Linked DNA regions of Ovis aries: region 1 is linked to region 2. A link is a contact called in public Hi-C data. All regions are on one chromosome and are shown on one strand. The core of a region is the stretch at or near the end of the contact, and the rest is flanking DNA. Distances in the headings are between cores, read along the strand shown.

What was found. A called contact is a pair of places that touch in the nucleus more often than the background predicts.
Region 1: a Hi-C map of liver shows a contact between it and region 2, with 3 times the contacts expected there. The contact joins the enhancer-like site here to the promoter of PLCB1 in region 2. A contact is called at or near these places in 2 of 16 Hi-C or Micro-C datasets (liver and mixed tissues).

Annotation. Positions count from the first base shown.
Region 1 is chr13:813,221-820,904 of ARS-UI_Ramb_v3.0, reverse strand. All of the region lies in intron 2 of PLCB1 (phospholipase C beta 1), which reads right to left. Among named protein-coding and RNA genes, the nearest start is that of PLCB1, 69 kb to the right of the region's middle. Within about 2 kb of position 5,479, at least 2 of the 54 cell types and tissues checked have an H3K27ac peak or open chromatin away from gene starts, as enhancers often do. A contact at or near this core is called in liver, where this site is marked.
Region 2 is chr13:742,407-749,450 of ARS-UI_Ramb_v3.0, reverse strand. It overlaps PLCB1 (phospholipase C beta 1), which reads right to left and starts at 1,731. Exons shown (of 32, transcript XM_042230393.1): 1 at 1,263-1,731. The coding sequence starts at 1,361.

The DNA of each region.
Region 1 (7,684 bases), core at 4,230-6,729, 68 kb before region 2:
TGCACTCTTATAGTATGGTCTATCATCCCCAACATCTATCTCAGTCTATAATCACCAGTATTTATTGAGGAATTCATTCACTGAATGATAAAGACTCCTTTACATAGCTCTAATGACATCAGAGACCAACTTTGTTATCTCCAGCTCCAAGGTTCTGGCACAGAGTAGATGATCAGTAAGTATCTTCAGAATAATGAATACAGAAATGAATAAATAAAGAATATCCTTGATATAAAGATCATATCACCTCTATCTGTGTAAGTTATTGCGTTATAATGAGAAGAAGCCTTATCTTCAGTGATATAAAGACAAATGACTACTATATCTTCTAAACTTCTTTTCCCCAAACTATTTTCCTTCTGCATACTTTCTTCTTTACTTTCCTAAAATATTTTTCACTTAATAGCATGTGGGAAAGCCCATCTCCATAATGTAGAATAATTATGTAAGAATGTGTTGTAGAATATTTTTCCTACTTAAAGCAGAGAAAGTGGCTTCTAAATAGTATGTACAAAATAGAATCAGTATAAGGACCCCAGAAGAAGTCATTCAAGGTCTATGGAAAGTTAGAAATTATGAAATACCAATTGAATTTGTTTACTTCTTCAATCTATTAGATTTCTCTTTAGTGAAGTTATTGCAACACTTTTTAGTGAGCAGAAGTTGATTTAGACAAACGGTTCTGTGCAACCACTGATAGAACTGCCTGCCCCTTCTGATATGAAAAAAACTATGCGTTTTCCAGCGATGACATAGCAATATACCTTTTAAAAAAAGGTTAATGTTTACTTAATAGATAATGTTTACTTAATAGATATTTAGTCTCATTAACAGATGTCTTGGTGAAAATAGATCAGTCCTCCACACCATCAAACAAACATCCTAAGAATCAAAGAAATAAATTTCATCCATGTCTCCATGTATTTTTCTTTATCACTCACTACACTTTTTGCTTGAACTATAGGTATGCAATAACACAGACATGTCCCTTTCCAAAAATCAATGTATTTCCACATCCTTAAGTCCATGATTGAGAATCTGAACATTTATTCTGACATGGCAAGCATGGTTATTTTAACTGCCATTAAATATTAAAAATGCAGCTGTACATTTATATTTTAAAAAATGACATGATGCACTTATGGGAATCTTTCCAAGACCAGCACTTCAGACTGTAAAACACAATGATAGATAGGAGAGGGTGATATGTACAGAAAGAGTAACACAGAAACTTACATTACCATATGTAAAAGAGATAGTCAACAGGAATTTGCTGTATGTCTCAGGAAACTCAAACAAGGGCTCTGTATCAACCTAGAGGGGTGGGATGGGGCAGGAGATGGGAGGCAGGTTCTAAAGGGAGAGGATATATGTATACCTATGTCTGATTCATGTTGAGGTTTGACAGAAAACAACAAAATTCTGTAAAGCAATTATCCTTCAGTAAAAAAAAATTTTTTAAAGAGTCACATCTCATGATTCTCTGGAAAGATTTATCACAAACCATATTATTTCAGCCCAAAGAGGGACTAAATTTGAAAAAGGAACAAGGGCAGAAACTGAGAGTGCCCCAATGAAGTTCACAAAAGAAAAGATCTTAAGGAAAACATGATTTTCCTACATTGAGGGTGAATACTGGATTAGATTGTTACGTATACTCCACAACATAATGGTCAAAGTAAGAGTGATGCACACAAGATAAAAGCTAGTTTTTAGTTTTGATGTTTTTTCTTTTGCATGTAACATAAAACAGGAAGCAGCTCATATGCTGTTGGCCCCACAGCGCCCACAGGGGTTCATGATTCTATCTTTCTGCTCTGCTGGCTTAGCGTATGGTTTCTAATTTCAAGGTCATCTCACTGTCCAAGATGTCTGTTGAGGCTCTGGACACCAAACTTATATTTAGGAAGAAAAAGGCAAGGGAGATAGACCCTCCCTCATGGATGAAGAGATCCATGTAAAAGTACTAACGTGTACACAGCAACTCTAATGATATCTTACTAATCACAGAACCACATCTAGCTGCAAGGGAAGCTGGGAAAACATTATTTTAACCCTAGAGGACAATGTTCTGATTTAAAATCAAAGCAACCAGAATAGATGTTTAGACAGAAAATCAGCAGTTTCTGCCATTCCTATAAGAATCCTATAGTCCTCTTTTTAATTTTTTCTCAATAACTAATATGTGAACACAGTTCCAAAATTTGACAGTATAAGGTTTACATAGTGGAAACTTTCACACCTACCCCTGGCTCCATCTGCCAGTTTCCACCTACCACACAACACTTTTATTCATTTTTTAATATTTACTTCCAGTTTCTTCATGCAAGTACATGCAAAGGAGATTATCCCTGCCTTCCCTCTAGGAGCTATTTCAAAACATGTACAGTACATAATACATGTCTTAATTCCTTCCCTTTAAAATTTTTCTTTTACAGCCTCATAGTATTGCATGGCTGGATCTACCAGGGTTGATTTGTTCAGTCCTCATTTTCAAACTTAAACTTAGTTTGAGCTGCTATCTTTTCTGTTACAATGGACTACAGTGCATTTTTTTCTACACTGTGCATAAGTGAATCTGCAAGAAAAATTATAGAAGCTAAACTTCCAGCACACAGGGCATATGTAATTTTGATGGATATAACCAAGGTGTTCTCCATATGTTTCATTATGATTCACTCCCACTAGCAACATGTGAATGTGTCTGTTTTCCCACAGCCTTTTCTACAAAATATGTGTCAAATTAACAGTCCTCTTTATCCTGGATATTTTTTTGTCAGCATCTTACTGTATCCTGTTATTATATCATAAATTCTATACGCAAAGGCAAAAATTCCAAAGGCTGGACATCGCTTTGGTAATGGGCATGCACAAAAATCCTAGCAGAGTTACAGATGTAATAAAATGTACATACATAAGGTACTAAAAATGGATATTTGGAAGTCACTCACCCATTAGGGATAATCTATTATAGACTTTCCTGGTGGCTCAGATGGTAAAGCAACTGCCTACAATGTGGGAGACCCAGATTCAGTCCCTGGGTTGGGAATATCCTCTGGAGAAGGAAACGGCAACCCACTCCAGTACTCTTGCCTGGAAAATCCCATGGACGGAGGAGCGTTGTAGGCTTCAATTCATGGGGTCGCAAAGAGCTGGACATGACTGAGCGACTTCACTATTATAGTTAAAGGATGTTAGGGACCACTTCCTTTTCCACCCTATTTTCACTAGAACTGAGAGCAAACTGGAGATCTCCAACATACACATTCATCCCCAGTTCCCGTGGTATTTGGCTACACTCAGTAGCTACCTGCTTCTTTATAGCTATATCATTTTATTTACACTGTTTCTTAGGAAGTTTTCTTCCCCTTTGTCCATGTCCAATTCCTCCCAAGTCTTCTCTGTTTGTCTCTAAGACACTCTCTTCATCCCCTGAACCCTTAGTTACTGCACTGGTGCTAGGCAGGTGGCATTTCCACCCGTCCATGATATGAGTTCTGCTTTCATACTTGCCTTGAGACTGATGCATGTCATATCTCCATAGCCCACCTGATCATCCAGGTGATGCTACACTTGTTTTCTGAAAACTCCAAATGCCAACTAAGAGGCTTTCATGTTAATTACTCTAGAGATACAGCTGATGGTGAGCCCTCCTCCTGTACCTCTAACCCATCCTCACAGGTGGGTAATCCTCCTGGCTGTGCTGTGCTTAGTTGCTCAGTCATGTCCAACTCTCTGTGACCCACCGGGCTCCTCTGTCCATGGGGATTCTCCAGGCAAGAATACTGGAGTGGGTGACCATGCCCTCCTCCAGAGGATCTTCCCGACCCAGGGATCAAACCAGTCCTCCCGGCTACACCTGCCCTTTATGGGATGCTTCATTGTTCATCTTAACCCCACCACTTAGCATCTACACTTCAGTCTTTTTTTTTTTTTAATTACTCTCTAAGGCAAAAGACCTCCACTTGGCATAATACCATTTTTGAAAAACAGACTTTAAAAAATGAACATGAGAGAGTCAGTAGAAACAGATGATTCTAATGGGTAGGCATCTCCCTAAAGTCATCAGGTAGAAGGATTTAACCTTTATTACTACTAAAATAGTGCTACATTAGAAAGTCTAAATACATTTGTGACATTTTAAAAAAATCTGATTTCCTAAAAGTTAGTTTGTATTACTTAATATTGCTACACTGACTCTCCCACAGGTTGTACTGTTAAGTTAGGAATGTTCTTTATTTTAGATAGATTTTGCCAACTTTTTATTGTATCTTAATTGTATTTGCACTAAATTCCATACTTAAAATTAGAAATCCAATATGGTGATCAAATTCCAGGACACCAGCAATGAAGTTCACCTGAAAATTCAGCTTCAAAGAGGTACAACAGTTATGGCTGGATATTAAGGTCAAAGTCAACCTTCCTTGATCTTTAATTCAAACCTGCTTTACAAATGCAGTGTAAAAACTGTGCTTGACTACGTGCCAATAATCATTTCCTTGGAAAATCATTGGGAAAAAAGAGAAAACTTCTAGGTGACTAAGAGAAGCAAAGGAGTTATTGAATAAGTGACTCTCATCTAATCAGCTTTTGGGCCATTTAGCAAGTTTATAACTGAAATTTAGCCTAGTATGTGACCATTAAATAATTAAGTTCACTTTATTTCACAGTGATATAGCATAACAATTTGCCCCAGTGCAACTAATGTCAGAATTGAAGCCATTCACTTGCATTTTCTTGTTTCTCTATATATCATATAATTTATTTTAAAAACACAATTGGATATGTATCATTAAATTTTCTGATTTTGAAAATTATACACTCTAGTAATTTTAAAATATATATATACATATATGTGTGTGTATATATATATATGTATATAAATGGAATAATTTAGAGGTCAAGAGGTATTATGTCTTCACCTTACCTCCAAATGGTTCAGAGAAGAAAAATATATGGATTGGTAACTTGGTAGATAGAATGATGAAACCAGTGGGAAAAATTCTAAAACATCATTGAATATGTATGAAGGATATGGAACTGTTCCTTGTTTTAGTCTTGCAAATTTGCTGTAAATTTGAAATATATCAGAATTAAAAGTTACCCAAAAAGATATTCAGCTGGAAAGATATTCCTTCAAAAGATATTCAGTTCAAAAATTCTTATGTGTGTATATACTCTGATCTAATGAGTTTGCTATATTATACCTTAGATTTATTTCAGACTCTCTGAGCTTCTGTTTCATCCAATGATCAGCTTTTCCCTGCCAAATTATTATAGTCATCAACTTGATTTGCTGACTATGTACTGGCCGGCTACAAATAAGCAATCAACCACCTAGGTCTACCAGACCTAGGTCACTCACTTGGGAAAGAACATTAAATATTTGAAACTGTGGAATGACCTTCAGTGAACTGCACCTTAACAAAACCTGGGTATTTAAAGAACTACATGAACATCTCCAGGTCTCTGGTTACTTATTAAATGGTTGTGTGGTGACCCTGGAGAGTTAATGCTCACCCTTAAATATCCAACTTCTACCAGCCAGGGACTCAGGAATTGAGAACAGAAAGCCATTGGAGTTTCTGGACTTACCAGGCTGTTTGTAGGTAAGCCAGTGTCCAGCTTGGTTTGCCTATAAACATAGCGGCCAGCCAGCCCAGAGGCCTTACTGTCAAGATGATTGTCTGAAACCTTCACTTTGCTGCGCCTTCATAAACACAGAGCTATATGTGGATATTGAGCTCACTGAGCACAGAATTTGTACATGACAGGGAGACCCAGGGTGTTTCAAACTTCAAAATTATAATATTAGTAATCAGGAACAATTAGTTCAAAAAGAAAGTGTAAAAGTGAACAATTTTATAGAATCAAGCAAAAACTGCTAACTTTTAAACAGTAAATGCAAAAGAAATATTAAGAAATGACTTATCTGAGAATTTCAAGTAATGTGTACACTCTGACCTATTTAATAATTAACTAGGTTTTACAAAAAGGGGATTAGGAATACGTGTTACAAACAAAATGGGGAATGCAGACCACACTTCAAGAATACAGAGGTACTAGTGTCAGCTGCCATTCAGAATTTAGTTTTTTAAAAACTAACCTACATAAGTACTCTGACTTTACTGCTTGGTATGGGGTCTATATTTTTCATATGTTTATATATCCATATACAGGGAAAAGAAGATCAGTGAAGCCACTTCTTCATATTAATTCAGGACATGTTACTTGGTTTTCACATCATGACCCTTTCTTAAATATTTGATAAAATTTATATTTTCTATTCCACACCTGTACAATTCTTTTCCTAATAAAACATTCCATGAAAGCATAGTACACAGTTATGTATTAAGGCTAATGAGTTATGAAAGAGGAGAATGACAAATACCAAAGAGGTATGAAGTTGTCACTTCTTGAATCCTTCTCATTAAAAAAAACATAAGTTTATTGAATGAATTTCACCATGAATAATATGACTGAAGAAAATCTGAGTGAAAATTAATGACATTATTATATCCATGTTTCATAAGAAGACACAGATGAAAATGTATTGCAATTCTGACAAATTTCATAACTTAATAGAAAATTCTAGTACTTTCAACCACAAGTTCATTGTGTTTCCTATGACTGGATAAAAGTATACCTGCCAATACTTCTGGTATAGAAGGAAGAGACACTTTCTATGTGTAATGTCTTTCCTTCCATATAAAATGCAAATGAAAGTGTCTTTTGCCTACAAAGAAAATTAAAATTCTTCCTAATACTAGTAATAGGAAACTTAAATCATGCTCATTTAGGTAACCTTATTTTTAAATATTACAACCACTCACCTCTTGGGACACATCTCATTTTAATTTCTAAATCATTTGATGTGCAGAGTTTTTCTCTGAAACACTTAAAAATATTTTAATTACCAATCAAATCACAATCACACTAGTCATATACTAACTGTAACAGCTAACCATATAATACTTTAAGAATTATGAGTTCACCTTCTGAGAATCCATTTCCTGGGAATCAATATCCAATGCTTAGGTGTTAATGTTTGACTATTTATCTCATTTTCTGAGACACTAACATAACTGGCTGAGACTAGTTTGAAAAGTGAAAAACATCATATTATCAATCAATTCTATCTCTGAATTGGTCTGGGATTACAAATGTGAATGAAAATGAATGATTCCCAGGAAGTTTCCACAAGAACTGTGAAACTAGTTTGTCATTTGGTGGCTATTCTTATCAGAGAATTAGCATGTAATAATGCCATAAATCTATCGTATAAAAACCTAAATGACATTCTTTTAGTTTTCAATTTAATTTTCACAGGAAAATGAATCTCTTCTCCTAATGAGATTAAACATATAGCATGAAAGGCATGTACACACAACAGAGTCCAGGTCTTTTATAACTGTTTTCTTTTTATGGAAAGCAATAACTATAACTGTGTTAGGCTGCATTATTGTTTCCTGTACTTCACCCCTCCCCGTTTATTTCCTTTGCAGTTCCTCTCACTGGACCCTCTAGGTTACATCTGTCATGTAATGTGCTTTGGCCAAAGGAATGTTCGTGGACATGACATAAGGAGAGACTGCAAATGTACTTGTTTGGTGGGTTGTGCTTTCACTCTGAGAAGAGCCTTCTTTAGATGTCTGTGGGCTTGGCTCCGGAGCTTGGGCTCCAC
Region 2 (7,044 bases), core at 482-2,981:
CATTAGACTAGGACAGAGGAGAAAGGTGTAAAGTCCATAGTAAAAGGTTGCCTACAGCATTTAATAATTGGTATGAGCTTTCAGGAAAGCTGTGGACTCAGCCTCTAAGTCCTGTTGGCACTTCCAAAATACAGACACAGACCAGCTCTGCTAAGTAACTGGATTCTCTACCTGGAATATTTAAATTGTTTTCAGACACTGGAAAATGTCTTAAGGAGATTAAAGAAAAATACCCTGGAGAATAACAGACTATAATTTACTAGGTGGAAAATCTTTTCAACAAGAAAAGATCCTCCTATAATTTCTCCTGTTTAAGCGATGCCTTAGTCATTTGGACCTAACTACCCTTTGATCCAGCGGCTCAAGGATCTAAGGACTGACACCTTCAATGACACTCAAGACGTAAATCTAGAACTTACTGTTCTCCATCTGAAGATCCCTATGCATACAACAAAATTATTAACTGTTTGAAAGCAATGGGGGGATTCATTTTAAGCCCTAGGGGCCAGGGTCACTGGAGATCCGGGGCTGGGCTTTTGCCAGTCCTGGCAAAAGATGAAGGTAAATCGAAGGAGTGTCTCGTGTTCTGTCTATTTCGAACTGAAGACTGAGCCAGCTCAGTTCTCAGAAACTCGCCTTCCCGTGTAGCCTGCAGGCCCAGCGCGCCCCGCTGACCCCTCAGTGACCCCCTGTGCCCTCCCCCGGTGCGTCCTTCCGAGCCTTCTCGGGGCCCTTCCCTGCGGAGCCCAGAGCTGAAGTTTGGCATCACCAGCCACCTGTCGGCTGGGCTGCCGTGTCCTCTTGCCTCTGCCGCGTGGGCACCTAGAACAGCGCTAAGAGGTGAGCCACCACTCAACAGTTCAGACTCCGGGGCAGCTCCTTCTCCAAAGGGGCCAAAGGAGGTGCCGGTCGGGGGCGGGGTGTGCATCTGCCGGCGGAGAAGGGCGCTACTTGTCCCCATCCCAGCGATTTCCAGCGGGTGCCAGCTTCACCCTCCCCACTTTCCAAACTCTCAGGACCAGTCACCCGGCAACACCGGCCCCTCCTGCGCTTCTGCTCCACTGGCCCCAAGATCCCAGACCCTCAGGGGGCGCCGGTCATACCCAGCCCGGACGCCCAACTGCCGACCCAAGGGCCCAGGAGCGGGCACCCAGCGCCGCCGTCGCGCGCCCCGAGGCCCGGGCGCCCGTTGCGTAACTCGCCCCCGCCCCGCCCCCGCGAGCCGCCCGCCGCCCGCGCCCCCGCCGGCCGCCCCCACTTACATCCTCCCACTTGACGAATTTGGTGCCCTTCTTGAGGCTGTCGGACACGCACACCGGCTTGAGTTGCAGCGCGTGCACTCCAGGCTGTGCCCCGGCCATCAGGGCTCATCGGGGCTCCGGGCGGCCCGGGCGCGCGCGGCAGGGACGGGGCGCGGGGCGCGGGCTCCTGCCCGGCTCCGGGGGCGCTCGCCTCCGCTCCGCGCCGGCCTCGCCGGCCTCCCGGCCTCCGCACCGCCTCCCGCGAGACTCAGCAGCCGGGGCGCGCGGGGGCGAGGCGCCCGACCATGCCCGGGCGGGACGCGGGATGTGGAGCCTCGGAGGAGGGAGGAGAGCCGCCGAGCGGCAGCTCGGGCTGCCAGCCGCCGCCGGGAACGGCTCCTCGGCCCCCGCCGGGTACGGCTCCTCGGCCCCCGCCGCCTCCCGGCGCCGCGCTCAGCACATCCTCCCGACTCGGAGGGAGCGCGCGAGTGACACACGCCCGGCGGCCCCCCACCCCCCCGCCCGGCTCCTTCCCCTGCCGCTTCCCGCCCCCTTTCCCCGCCGCCGCGCTCGCTCCGTCCCTCCTTCCCCCGGCGGCTTCCAGCCCAACTTTGCGCGCTGGGTCAGGCGCCGGGAAGCGGAGATGCAGCGGCACCTCCCGGCGCCCGGGCCCCACTGCAGCCGACGCCTGCGCCGCCGCCCTCTGAGCATGCCCGGTGCCCGGTGGCGCGGTGCCCGCGCTGCCGGGGGTCAGGGGGCCCGGGTTCCCGGGGGCTGGCTGAGGAGCGGGCGCCAGAGCCCTGGATGTCTCTGGGTCCAAATGGGGTGGAAAATGGAACCGTGGGGAGGGAGCGGAGAGGCAACCCACAGGGTTCCTCTCGAGCTGAAGCTCTCCAGCGCTAACCACACACCAGCTCTTTGAAAAGACAATTATTATTTATTAGTAGAGAAGGGAGCAGTTGAGAGGCTTGGAGTGAGAGCTCTTTGGGGAAAGCTCGCTGCGCCTGAGAGTTTGCAGCGCCCTAGTCTTGAAGCCCCGGCATCCGGTTGTTGTGCTTCTGAGAAAGCAAGCCCATTCTACGAGAAACAATGCTTTTATTTCCCAGGATGACAGAAGGCCCCCGAGTGAGTGTGTGTGGAGTGTGTGTGTGGGGTGTGTGTGGGTGTGTGCGTGTGACAGACAGCGGAAGAAAGAAAGGTGTCTTACAGATAGAAACTTGCTCATTTAGGAACACAGGGGTACAGATGCTTTTTGCAGTCATTCAACAAACATGGCTTATTTCTTTTAAAACAAAGAAAGAGATACCCCCTTCAGAACAGATCAGATTTAAAATACCGATGGTTGAGAGGGTGAGGAGGACCTGGAGATTTCATCCATTGCTGCAGAGAATATAAAATGGTAAATCCACTTGGAAAAACAGTTTCTTACGAAGTTAAACATTTACTTATTACAAAACCCAGAAGTTCCACTTCTAGGCATTTGCCCATGATAAATGAAAATGTATCTTCACACAGACTGTTCAGTAATGCTCATAGCTAGCTTTCTTCATCATACCCTAGAACTGGAAATCACAAATGTCAGTCAACAAGTATGTGGATAAACAAAATGTGGTATGTCCAACTATGGAATAGTATTCAGTCATTAAAAAAAAAAAGGAATGGGCATACAACCACACAGACAAATCACACAGACTCTAAGTCTAGCTGGACACAGTAGTCTACATATAGTACAATTCTATTTGAGGGATTCCAGAACAGGCATTCAGGCTGTGTTGACACAAGGAGGCTGCCTGTGGCCAGGAGTGGGCAGAGATTGACAGGGAAGGAAACCAGGGGACCTCTGAGAGTGACAGAAATGTTCCATATCATGTGTGTACACGATACAGAATTGTAGAACTGTACACCTAAAATGAGCATGTTTTATTGTAGGTAAATTATTTCTCAATAAAGTTAATTTTAAAAAACAAGAAACAGAATATGAACAAAGAAGGAGAGAAACAGTCTTTTAAGTGTTTGTTCTTTCTTCCTCTGCCCCTGAGGCTTCCAAGACCCAGTGTTTACAAACTCGGTCAAAATATTACCCAAAATATGGTGGGGAAATTTGCTATTAAATATGTCGGTGCATTCAAAAACTATGTATTGATTAGCAGCTGTATGCTAGATGCTATGATAATCACCAAGGATAATCTGGTGAATGAGCTTCCTAACTCCTGCTCTCTTTTGGGTGTTTTGGCTGATCCTTGGAAGCCAATTGATGAAAGTGAAAGAGGAGAGTGGAAAAGTTGGCTTAAAGCTCAACATTCAGAAAATGAAGATCATGGCATCTGGTCCCATCACTTCATAGCAAATAGATGGGGAAACAGTGGAAACAGTGTCAGACTTTATTTTCCTGGGCTCCAAAATCACTGCAAATGGTGACTGCAGCCATGAAATTAAAAGACGCTTACTCCTTGGAAGGAAAGTTATGACCAACCTAGACAGCATATTCAAAAGCAGAGACATTACTTTGCCAACAAAGGTCCATCTAGTCAAGGCTATGGTTTTTCCAGTGGTCATGTATGGATGTGAGAGTTGGACTGTGAAGAAAACAGCGCCGAAGAATTGATGCTTTTGAACTGTGGTGTTGGAGAAGACTCTTGAGAGTCCCTTGGACTGCAAGGAGATCCAACCAGTCCATTCTAAAGGAGATCAGTCCTGGGTGTTCATTGGAAGGACTGATGCTGAAGCTGAAACTCCAGTACTTTGGCCACCTCATGTGAAGAGTTTAGTCATTGGAAAAGACTCTGATGCTGGGAGGGATTGGGGGCAGGAGGAGAAGGGGACACCAGAGGATGAGATGGCTGGATGGCATCACCGACTCGATGCACATGAGTCTGAGTGAACTCCAGGAGTTGGTAGTGGACAGGGAGGCCTGGCGTGCTGTGATTCATAGGGTCGGGAAGAGTCCCACACGACTGAGTTACTGAACTGAACTGAACTGGAAGCCACTTGCTACAAAGAATCTCTTTAAAGACTGATTTGTTTCATTTTGATCATATGTCCCTAAACTGAAACCTGAGTATATTGTCCAAACACCCTCTATCAGTGGCCTTGGCTTGCTACATGCAGAAAGCCGCATCACATTCTCACATTGCTCGTCTCTGCTCTAGAAAACAGCAGCACAACTCCACTGGCAGCATTCCTGCCCTTCTCAATTGTGCTTATAATTCGTCCTACCAGGCTTGTTCTTCTCTCTTTTCTGTCTGTTATTCCTCCACTGACTGCCACAATCTCAGTTATCTACTGAAAAGATTAGTGGTCTATTAGGCTTTACACCAGAGTGTCATAGGAAGGTAAGACAGATCAGAAATATACCGTCTAGAAGAGGGGTTTGGAGGATTAGAAATAGACTCTAGGGTAAGTGAGAAGATAGACTCAGCCTCTTCGTGTGGCCGATTGCATCATCTCTCTGTATTCCCTGTCCCTCTCTGTATCCACACATTTTGTCATGTGACCTTATAGTGACCTGGGTATTCACGCCACTGATATCAGCCAATGAAAGAAACATGACCTAAGAAAAGGTTTGAAATATACTCATGAGGATAGGCTGAAGTATACTTGCCCTCTTGGATTTCTGATTATTGCCATGAGATAAATGTGTCTCAAGGAGCCGTATGGGGCAGATGTAGGCCCGATCTACAGCCTGGAGGCAAATCCAGCAGAACCCAGCCACAGCAGACTTGTGAGCATGACAGTATATGCTCGTTGTCGAGTCTACCGAGCTGGCCAGGGACTATGGGATCATTCGTTATGCACCGTTACCGTGGAAGTAGCTGGTTGAGTCATCCGGCTAGTATTCCTGATCTTTCCCAGCTATTGCTTGTGGCTGTGAATGTCAGGAGAGTAAAGCTGTAGAATTCTGAACAGTGTTTGGCTTCAAGACAGACATGGACTGTGGGAGCTTCTTCTGCCAACAGAAGGATGTAGTTTGATCCAGGAGAGCTGTGGGATAACCTTCTTCAACATGTAAGATGAGGCTTGAGGCAACTTGTTTCGACTCCCTCATTTTCCACACCTCTGCTTAAGATACAAGACAGAAGTAGTTCTAAAGGTGGGGATTTTTGCCATGCAAAAGATTCAGCAAGAACATCCAAAATTGTGTGAGCCAGGCCTGTGATCCATCAAGTTCAGTGCTCTGTTCTGTTTCTAAAACAAGAGAAAGGTCTGTTTTATGTGACAGCACAGAATTGCCCTCCGGAATGCTCGCCTTGGGGAGTTGGCAAAGCTAACCATTATTGAGTATTCTCCATATGCCAGGGCACTGGGCTGAGAACTTCCCAGATATTCAACAGCATAACACTTACTGTGCAACAGCAGCATGCCACCCTCTTTTCCTTGGTAAGCAAACCATGATTTGGTCAGGTAGCAACGTGTTCAGGGGAGGGGGCTCTTCCTCTTCCCAGGAAATGAACTCTGATAGGTCTGTTGGTCTAAACCAATTATAGAATCACATTTCTCCTTCTCTATGGTTGGTTTAGAAGGCCATTAGGAGACCCTGGTATGCCCAGTGGATTAAGGGAGATAGAGTGTGTTCCTCTCCCTGACTCTGTCTGTCTCCATCACCCTGTAAAGAGGACAGCCAACTAGAAACAGGCAAAAGCCTGATCAGTCCTTCATGAGACTGTTAACCCTTTCAACATCTCTAGAATTCCTGGTAAATGAGGCACTAAGTGTCTTTACTGCTTAAGCCTGGGGCCGTTTTATTGTTATAAAATTGAGACTTGGAGAAGTGAAGTGACCTGCTTAAGGTTACCCAACTTGGAACCAGGTTTGAGACCTATGATATCTGACTTGAGAACTTAACTCTTAACCACCATGCTAGGTACCTCTAGAACTAACAACTCAGATCTGAGTAGTTTTCCCCTATTGAACTGCAGTGTAATGTAAATAATCCCAATTCTTCTAGAAAACTAGTAGGTATCCCAGTCTCTCAGCAGTTCCTCACTCACTCGAGGCATGCCACTGTGGGAAGGAAGGGTGTTTTGATTTGAACAGCTGGCTCTTACTACGAGCCAGCTCTACCAATGACTAGCTGTGTGACAATGGGAGAGTATCTTCCCCCTTCTGAAATACAGAAGCCTTACATATTAATAATAATTAATAATGGTGATGAAAGCCTACTATGTGCCAGGTACACTTCTAAAGTTTTATACTTTTAATGCATTAATCTTCACATTAACCCCAGGAACTGGGTTATCATTATCATCTCCATTTTATAGTAGAGAAAATTGAGTCAGAGAAGGGTTAAGTACCTGTACAAGATTTTTCCAGCTAGTAAGTGGAAGAACCAGAAATAAATCCCAGGTGACTTGGCCGTGGATGAGACATTTAAATGCCCCACTATGCTATCTTGAAGAGTTATTGTGAATATCAAATGAAATCATGCATGCTAGTCTCTATCACACAGTACTAATCAATAATAGTTAATGCACTTATAATTATTCTAAAATTGTACTATATTGCTTTTGTGTGCTCTAGAATAACGTTTTATGAGCATTATTCAAAGACAGCATCCTAATTCTGTGGTCTGTGATTTAGTGAACTTATTTCTCCCTGCACTGATTCTATAAACTTTAATCATATCCATTTTCATCTCTAACCTTCTAGAATTCAAAAATTCTTTTCCATTACCAATAAATGAGTTATAATTGCATCCAAGCATCAGGGTTCCTCTCAGTTCAGTTCAGTTCATGTCCGACTCTTTGAAACCTCATGGACTGCAGCTTGTCAGGTTTCCCTGTCCATCACCAGTTCCCAGAGCTTG